Linked DNA regions of Canis lupus: region 1 is linked to region 2. A link is a contact called in public Hi-C data. All regions are on one chromosome and are shown on one strand. Each heading gives the region's core, a stretch centred on a gene start, on an enhancer-like site or on the middle of the called end of the contact. The rest is flanking DNA. Distances are from core to core; before and after follow the strand shown. Region 1 holds the start of MMP15 (matrix metalloproteinase-15). Region 2 has its middle 24 kb from the start of CFAP20.

Region 1 (4,153 bases), core at 1,637-4,136, 55 kb before region 2:
CAAGAAAACCAGCGAGCCATTCTCTATAACTTCAGTGCCCTCGATACGACCCTGGTTACAGAAGGGGGCACTTGCACAGTAGTCAGAGGTAATCATTACATTTTCAACCCCAACAGTCCACCAGACATCTTTGCCATAACCAGGAACATTGGAGAGGTGAATGAAGAAATTTTTCATTGCCATCCCAGCTCATGCTGCCATGGAAGGACAACAGGTCCTGGGATGTCTCATAGATCTCTGAAGGCCTATCAAGTTGGGTACACACATTGATTCTTTATTGAACTCTAATGTTCCTCTATTTATCTTCAAGGCACTCCTTTCATTAAAGGTCACAACAAGCAATTATCTACCGTCACCAAGATTCTAAACAAATAAATGGTGACCGCATAAGGAATGGACTTACGGGGATCCCTGGGTGGCGCAGCGGTTTAGTGCCTGCCTCTGGCCCAGGGCGTGATCCTGGAGACCCAGGATCAAATCCCAAGTCGGGCTCCCGGTGCATGGAGCCTGCTTCTCCCTCTGCCTATGTCTCTGCCTCTCTCTCTCTCTGTGACTATCATAAATAAAAAAATTTTAAAAAAAGGAATGAACTTAAGTTGAACGGAGGAAAGAAGAATTTCTCTTCTTCCCTTGAGCAAGAGGGGAAACTGACAAAGATTCTTTGATTGAATCTTTAGTTGGGATTCCCTGAACCTTCTCCCCAAGGAGGCCCTTCTGTGTACTTCCTTCTAGAATCCAGTTTAGCAAGAATCCTGCTAAGTCAGTTTATCCAGAATTTCCCACCCTGAGATCTTATCATGCTCAGCATCCCTTCTGCCCCCCAGGTGATATCTAATCGTCTGGGCCTCCTGCAGCCAACCTCCACCCCCATCCTCACCACCCCTCACCTCCCATTCCACTTGTTTTTTGGCTTTCCCCCCTCTTTAGGTTGTATTTGGAGTTGGAATTCTATACTGAAATCTCTCTTCCCCTACTGCAAGTTTTTTTTTTTTTTTTTTTTTTAACAAAATGTATCATTGCCAAGTTTAACTTTTGTTTTCTTTCTCAGTGGTCTTTTTCTGCACCTGCCAGGTCTCTCAACAGGCCATTTGCAAGCTCAGCCTGACCTCTCCCATTTCCGGGAGGTGAGGCAGCCTGGGCCACCCCAGGGCTCACTCTAGAGAAACCTGCCCTCAGGTAAGGGAAGTTCCCATCACCAGTGCTGGGAAGTGGCAGAGGAGAGGGAAGGTCTCCACCCTCCCGCTGGAGTCATCACCTCCTGACCTTGGGGCCAGTCTGTGGGGCCAGGACTGCACTTGCTCTCGCAGTATCTGTGGACTTTAGACCGGGGCCTTCCGCATCCGTGCAGAGGCATCCATGCAGACGGATCTCAAGCTGCTCAAGCTGGATCTCAGAACTAAATCTAGCATCTAGCACTTTCAGCTCCACTCTGTGGAAGTTTTGCCCACTGGCCCATCACCTCGTGGAACCGCACCGTTACATTTCACTTACACAAAACAGGGTCCTCTGCTTCAACAGCGGAAGCGTGGAGACAGCAGGGCGCCTGGATGGCTCAGTCGGTTAAGCGGTTAAGTGGCTGCCCCTAGGGCCAAGTCTTGATCCCTGGGTCCTTGGATGGAGTCTGGCATCTGGCCCTCTGCCCCTGCCTCTCTCCCTGTCTCTCATGAATAAATAAATAAAATCTTAAAAAAACAAAAAGTGTAGAGACAACAGAAGCATACCTAACCCTGGGCTGCCCTTTGCCCCGCATTCCAGGTAAGGACATGGAGGCGGCAGGTAAGCGGCTAAAAGTGCACCTGCCTCCCTCTGAAACCTGTCCTCTCGCCCTTGCAAGGTGCCCAACCTCACTGGGCAACTGAGGAGGGTCACTCAAGGACTCATGACGTCCTGAGGCTTTTGGAAAGACACACCATGAGGTTTCTGTTTATCCTTTTTTCCCCCTAAGACAGACCCTCGGGTCCCTGTTCCCTCGGCCCCCCTCCCTGCCCTCCGCTGCCTTAGTATCCCTCCCTACGCACCCGCCAGGTGGGAGAAAGAAGAGTCTTCCTCCCTCCTGGCTCCCTTCCTCTCCAGGGGGTCGCTGGGGAGGGGGTGGGAACGTCAAACCCGCTCTCCAGAAGCAAGGTGGGAGCGACGGGAGCGGGCAGGGAAGGGCTGCCTCCTTCTGGGGAGAGTCAAAGGGCCGCCCGTTGGACTCCGCCGCCGGCACCTGCTACGGAGAAGCCCTGGGGCTGAGGCGCCGCCCCCGCCCCCGCCGGGCGGGCGCGCGGAGAGAGCGCTGGCCCTTTAAGAGCGGCGGCCCCGGCGCGCGGGGAGGAGGCTTGGGAGCGCCCCGAGCTGCGCCCAACTCGCCGGGGACGTCGGGCGCCGGCTCCCGGGCTCGTCCACTCGCTCCGGCCGGCTGCCTGCGCCTCCTCCCGGGACTGCGCGGGGGCCCGGGCCCGGGCGGGCGCGGGGCGAGCAGAGTCCCCGGGCGGGGGGCGCGCGCTCTGGGCAGCACCCGGCCCCGGGCATGGACGGAGGGAGCTGGGCGCGCAGGGGGCGCCGCGGGGCCGGGCGGCCGGAGCGCTGAGCCAGACAAAGGCTCGGGAGTCGCGCTCGCTCCGGGGAGCCGGGCCCGGGCGCGGAGGCTGCGGGACCCCGCGGCGGGCGGCTCCGGCCGGCGCCCCCCGCGGACCTGCCCCGCCCGCTGCTCCCCGGGCGTGGGAATTTGCCGAGCGGACCCCGGCGGCTCCGGCGGGGCCCGGGACCCCGAGGTCTGCCGCGCGCCCGCCGGGCGCGGAGCCAGGGAGCGTCGCAAGTTTCCGAGCCGCGTGCGGGGCCCCGGCGCCGGCCAGCGAGGAGCCGGGCGTGGAGCGCGCCGGGCCGGACTGGGCGCCGAGAGCATGGGCAGCGACCGGAGCGCGCTCGGACGGCCGGGCCGGGCGGGCAGTGTCCTCGGCGGCCGGGAGGCGGCGGCGCGGCCGCGGCTGCTGCCGCTGCTCCTGGTGCTGCTGGGCTGCCTGGGCCGCGGCGCGGCGGCGGAGGACGCAGAAGTCAACGCCGAGGTAAGGACCCCGGCCCGGAGCCTCGGGGCGGGTGGGTGGGCGGGGGGAGCCACGCCCGCAGCCCGGAGGGGGTGGAGGCGCGGAGACGAGCCGGGGTCCCGGAGATGGGGGGCGGGGAAGACCGGGGCCCGGCGACCTGCGGCTCCCCAGCCCGCGCTCTGCGGCGCGCCTCCTCCCGGATCCTGGAGGGCGGAGGACTCGCGCCCGCTGCACCCCCAGGGCCCTCCGCGGCGCTGAGCCGCTTCTGCTGCCCCCAGCCCTCGCTCCCCTCCGCGCCTCTCCCCGCGCGGCCGATTCCTCGAGAGCCCTGGGGCGCGCCGTGACGTTCTCTGCGAATGGGGAGGGGGCTGCCCTGGGCGGACCGAGCCGAGCGCGCAGCGCGCCCGCCGCGGCAGCCTCTGGCCCGGGTGACAGCGAGCCGCGGGCCGGGGGCGGGGGGGCGGGGGGCAGGGCCGCGAGCCTCCCAGACAGCGGTCTCGGGTCGCGGGGGCGCCTTGGCGACTTTCTTGGGCTCTTGAGCAGAAGCCGCCCCAGGGCCAGGTGGGTTCGAGGGAGACCCCGCGTCCGCGGGCGCTTCCTCCCACTAGCGCCCCTGCGCCGCCGCCTGGGTGGGAGAGGGCGGACTCCCATCGTGTTTTCATCAGGAGCCCACTGACGTCCCTACGGAGCCCGATCTCCGGATGGGTCCCGCGGTAACCAGGCACGGCCTCCTGGTGGAGCGGGGTCCCCCGGGCATCCCCCGCACCACACGCCGGCCCCTCGGGTCGCCCAGCGCCCTCCTCCCGAGCACCGACAGTGAGGGCACCAGCTCCGCCCCAGCAAGAGGGGAGCGTTCAGTCCAGACTTCTAAGCCCCGACTCCCTGCCCCGGACCAGCAGAGGGGTGGATTGGGCAGGAGCGAGGGGATGGGTGCAGGGCTCGGGCCTCGGGACCCTTGGGCCGGCCTGGAGCCTCCCGCAGCCCGGGCTGTGGGCCTGAGTGCCTTCTATTGGCCGCCGGGCCGGTGCTGCCTCCCAGCCACCCCCCCACCCCCGCGCTTCCCCACCTCCCCGGCAGCCTGGGAGATTTTTCCGATGGAAGCCTGCCCTTCCCCGCCCTGCTTTAAT
Region 2 (4,607 bases), core at 1,938-4,437:
AAAGGCCTGAAGCTGGCAGGAAGCTAGTAGGAAGGACGCCAGAGAAAGGCTCAGCCCCCCTTGGCCCTCAGCTGGAGGAAAAGGCTGAGCCAGGACTGCCAAAGCTGTGAGTCAGCTGTCCCTGAAAAGCCAGGCAGCCCGGGGCCCAGCACCTTGGAACCCGGACCTCCTCTGTGGGTGGAGAAGGTAGAGAGGGTCTCTCCAGGAAGGCGCAAAGCCATCCAGCCAGGTGCCATCTGAATCTGTCTTTTCTGAGCACCATCCAAGTACCTGGAATGATGCTGGCAGCATGTGCCTTTCCACGCTGGTCCCTGGGAAGAAGCTTCCAGACAGAGGCTGAATGGGGTAGCCTGCACCCCTGCGGACTGCCTTCGTCCCCCTCTGCATCTTGCTGCCCCAGGCCCACAAGCGCAGAGTGCCCCCAGCCCCAGGGCCCCTCTTAGCCAGGGACAACAGCAAGGCAGCCCCTTCACTGTGCAGACAGGGGAATCAGCCCAGGAAGAGGTCACAGAACCAGCCAGTGGCACATCTCAGCCCCGAGGCCTGGCACTTGGCTCTGCTCTGAGGACAAGACACTCAAGGGCAGCTGCCCCTCTCAGTGCTGGGTCGGATGCTCTGGCACAGGCAGGTTCTGACTCCAGAGGGGAGATTCCATCCAGTGCCCCATCTCTCACTGTTCCCCACCCCACTCATGATCCAGCGACACCAGGATGTCCTGAAGTTCCCCACAACTGGCCAGGCTCTCTCCAGCCTCTCCTACTCACTCCATAGAGACCACTCTGCAGGGCTGTGGTTCAGCCCCAGCTCCCAGTGCCAAGGCCTGCACACAGTAGGACTCAGCATTATCGACTGAAGGGCCTGCAGATGGAGGAGAATGAGCTCCCAGTGGTGCAGGGTCTCTTGGATGGGGGTAGGGAGCACTTTGCTCCTCCCTTTCTGGCTTCCCTCCTCTAACCACTTAGGTAGCTGGGAAGATTGGGGGGCGGTGCCTGCGAGAGGGAGGGGCTACTCTCCCCCACATTGTCTCTGTTTGCCTCGCCTTGGAAGGGCCCACTCCACCCCTGCTCTGTTGGCCCCATTTCTCACTTCCGCTTCCTGAGCCCCTGATGCAAACTGTCCCCTCCTCTCTGTATTTCCGTGTTCAAATTCCAGGCACAGGGATTTGAAGGCTGAGTCCTGGGTCACCAACCAGTCAAGAATTCATCAGCCAGTCATTTCCAGCAGACACTCAAAAGCCTATTCATTCATTCAAAATATGTGCTTTGCGCACCAGACTGGTGCTGGGCACTGTCCTAGGTGCTGGGGATACAGCAGGGGAAAATGGACGCAGGCCCTGCCCTCTTGGGCTTACAGTCCAATGGGCTCCTCCCACCTCACTCCACTTTTGGGAACCTCCACCTTCCTCCCTGATAAAGATTTCTTGCTTTCTCCTCTTCATGAAACCCCTTCTGAAGCCCTCTATGAAGGCAGACACACTGCCATGGCCCTAGAGGGAGGCCAGCTGTGATGATACCCATGAGGATGATGAAACACAACAAGAACCGTCACCATGACAACACTCCTGCGTGCTGGGTTTGGCTCTAAGCACAGTCCATCCATTCTCAGTGGATCCCCGCCACAGTCCTATGGGGTGCTGATTACTATTGTAATTCTTGTTTCTGTAAAATGCAACGGCTCAGGGAGGTCAACTTTATGGCCTGAATTCACAGGGCTGGTAGGAGCCAAGATTCAAGTCTACATTGGCATGTCCCAGAGGGAAGGGTGTACCCTCTGGCCACTTGGCTCTTCCCTGCCCAGAGTGCTCTCATCTGTTCATCTCATTGCCCTGCAATGACCCCACAGGCAAAAAGGCAGGTGCCACCAGAGTATGGTCCCCACCAAACTTGCTTTCTGCCTGGAGGGATGTGCTGCGGAAGTCCGTCTGGAAGAGGGGGTGGGCAGTGACCATAAGCTGCTCCGCTAGCCCTATCCCTTACAGGCAGCTCCCCCGCAGTCCCAGTCTCTGTCCCAGGGACCTCCTTTCCTTCCCCACTGTTGCAGTGGCACAGGGTCAATACGGGGAGGTTGTGCCCACCTTCCCCACCCCTTCCAGCCAATCCAGACCACACTCAGGACACTAGCTAAATGTTTTGCATCCTCCATCTTGAGCCTGTTTCTTCTCTGGCCTGTTGTCCTCTACACCCCTGGTTTCAGGGATGACCGTGTCCTGCTCCCCAACACCCCCTGTAATTAATCATACAGACTGCCCTCCCAGTCAGGCCCCGCTCTGGCGCCTCCAGCCCACCCTGTTGCCAGACCCCAACACAGCCATCCATGTCTCCTGGTCAGAAGCCAGTGACCAACTCAAAATAACTATTTCCCTTCCCTCCAACACAACTGTCTTCCCTGGGGAGGATAACAGCTGCAAGGGATTAGGGGTGGGGAACAGAACCAGAGAGAGCCCCCCACCCTCAGCCCTACACCCAGGCCCAAACCCACAGAGCTAGAGGCTGGGGCAGTGGATGTGGGGGCGAGGAGGGAAGAAAGTCCCTGTCCCCAGGAGCAGGAGGCACTGAGGGGAGCTGGAGGGCAACAGCCACCCCCAGCACAGGACCCCCTACCCCCCACCCCAGGCCCACCCGTGGCCACTGGGCCAATCCAAGCCTGAGGCTGCTGCCTGGAAGTCAGGAAGAAGGAACTGCATGCTTTGCTACAACAGGAAGCCGAGGGGTGCCCCCTTCCGAGCCTTTGCTCCTGCTGTTCCCTCTGGATTGCCCTTCCCTTTATGGCCGGCGTCCATTACCCCCAGCCCCTCAGAGTCCTCCATAAAGCCCTCCTTGAGCCCCCAGCTCCCCAACCACATTCAAAGACTGGGAATTACAGCCTTCACCTGGCCACACACCATCTCTAATGGTATGGCTCACAGGAACAGAGGCCCGGCACTGAAACGGCACAACCACCTTCAGCTGGAGGAAATGGGGGCTCTTTCGGACGCTACTGTTGAAGTGGACCGGCCGGGCCTCACTCTGAGCAGCGACCTCTCACCCCGGGGCTAGCTCAGGCCAAAGGACAAGGGGAGGCATGACTGGGCTGGGGAGAGCCCAGTCCCCAAGGCAGGGGCCGCCCCAGGTACGTCTTCCAGGAATAGGGCAATCGCTGCCTTACAGGGTGCTGCTTTTCTCTCGGGGTGGCTCCTCTGTGCGGGAGCTGGAGTCTGGCCGCGCGGAACCGCCATCCCGCCCCGGGGCCGCTCTCCCCGCCCGCTCTCCCCGCCGGCCCCGCCCACTTTCCCCGCAGGCCCCGCCCACTCTCCCCGCAGGCCCCGCCCACTCCCGCCGGCCCCGCCCGCTCGCCCCGCCCGCCCCGCCCGCTCCCCCCGCCGGCCCCGCCCGCTCTCCCCGTCGGCCCCGCCCACTCTCCCCGCCGGCCCCGCCCACTCCCGCCGGCCCCGCCCACCGGCCGGCTCCTCAGGCGCTGCGCACCACGCCTCCGTCGTCCCTTTCCTGGGGCAGCTGGAGCTTTGCTTTCTCCCGCCAGGTCTTGGTCACACGTTTAGAGCCCGCATCCCACACAAACACGAGAGCGGGCATGTCTCACGGACCTTCACCTGGCTGGCGGCTCTTTTCCTCCTGCCGTTTTTTTCTTCCAACTTTGAAGACAATCTTACATTACACATATTTTTGGTAAACCATCTCATACTTTTTGGAACCGAGATGAGATCTATGTTAGCAAGTAAATAAATATTACCTGTTCTGTCCCGTGCATTTAATTTATCCTTTCTTCCCCTTGCCTGAAGCCCCTTGGTGTCTGGAAAGGGGTGGGTAATAAAAAGGACCAGCTGGCTTTGCTTTCTTACCAGCCTCCTGTGTTACTTAGGTTTTGGTAATCTGTTGCTACTTAGGGAACCACCTCAGAGCTTTCCGGCTTAAAACAACCAATTTTGGGCGGCCCCAGGTGGCTCAGCGGTTTAGCACTGCCTTCAGCCCGGGGTGTGATCCTGGAGACCTGGGATCGAGTCCTGCATTAGGCTCCCTGTGTGGAGCCTGCTTGTGTCTCTGCACCTCTCTCTTGAATAAATAAATAAAATCTTTTAAAAAAAAGGAACAATTTTATTTGCTCCTGGTTCCTGCACCTTGGCTGAGCTCTCTGGGCATTTCCATTGTCTGGTCTTGCTGGGAGCCACCTGCCTAGTGTCACTCAGCTGGAAACTGAGGTCATGCTTTTGCATATAGTTCAGGCCTCCAGTCCATCCTGGTCCAAGTGGCTCTCCATGCAGTTGCCCAGACGATGGCTCTAGCAGAAGTCCTAAGAACAGAGAGTGTTTCCAATAGTAAAAACACAGAAACTGCTAGGCCTCCCTAACTAAGGCTTTGATTCAGAACTGGCACAGTGTCACCTTTGCCACATCCCGTAAAGTAAGTCACAGGCCCAGCACTACACAAGGTGTCCATACCAGCAAGCAATGTCTATTGCAGGCCACCAAATTCGTAGGCTGTCATAATGTACTTGGGATACACTGGAAGCAATTCGTGAAAGATTATGACAACAGGAATCTGACGTGATAGAAATACACAGGCTTTGAACTTCTCTATTTTTACAGTTGAAAAAAGATAAGAAATAAAGGGGAG

Evidence for each region. Hi-C and Micro-C count contacts between places; a contact is called where the count stands out from the background.
Region 1: a Hi-C map of skin fibroblasts shows a contact between it and region 2, with 1.5 times the contacts expected there. The contact joins the promoter of MMP15 here to the enhancer-like site in region 2. A contact is called at or near these places in 2 of 9 Hi-C or Micro-C datasets (amygdala and skin fibroblasts).

What each region holds. Positions count from the first base shown.
Region 1 is chr2:57,793,354-57,797,506 of UU_Cfam_GSD_1.0, reverse strand. It overlaps MMP15 (matrix metalloproteinase-15), which reads left to right and starts at 2,886. Exons shown (of 10, transcript XM_038530923.1): 1 at 2,886-3,047. The coding sequence starts at 2,886. It overlaps LOC111092702 (a long non-coding RNA gene), which reads right to left and starts at 2,197. Exons shown (of 3, transcript XR_005355713.1): 1 at 1,492-2,197.
Region 2 is chr2:57,738,006-57,742,612 of UU_Cfam_GSD_1.0, reverse strand. No RefSeq gene overlaps it. Among named protein-coding and RNA genes, the nearest start is that of CFAP20, 24 kb to the right of the region's middle. Within about 2 kb of position 3,187, at least 10 of the 20 cell types and tissues checked have an H3K27ac peak or open chromatin away from gene starts, as enhancers often do.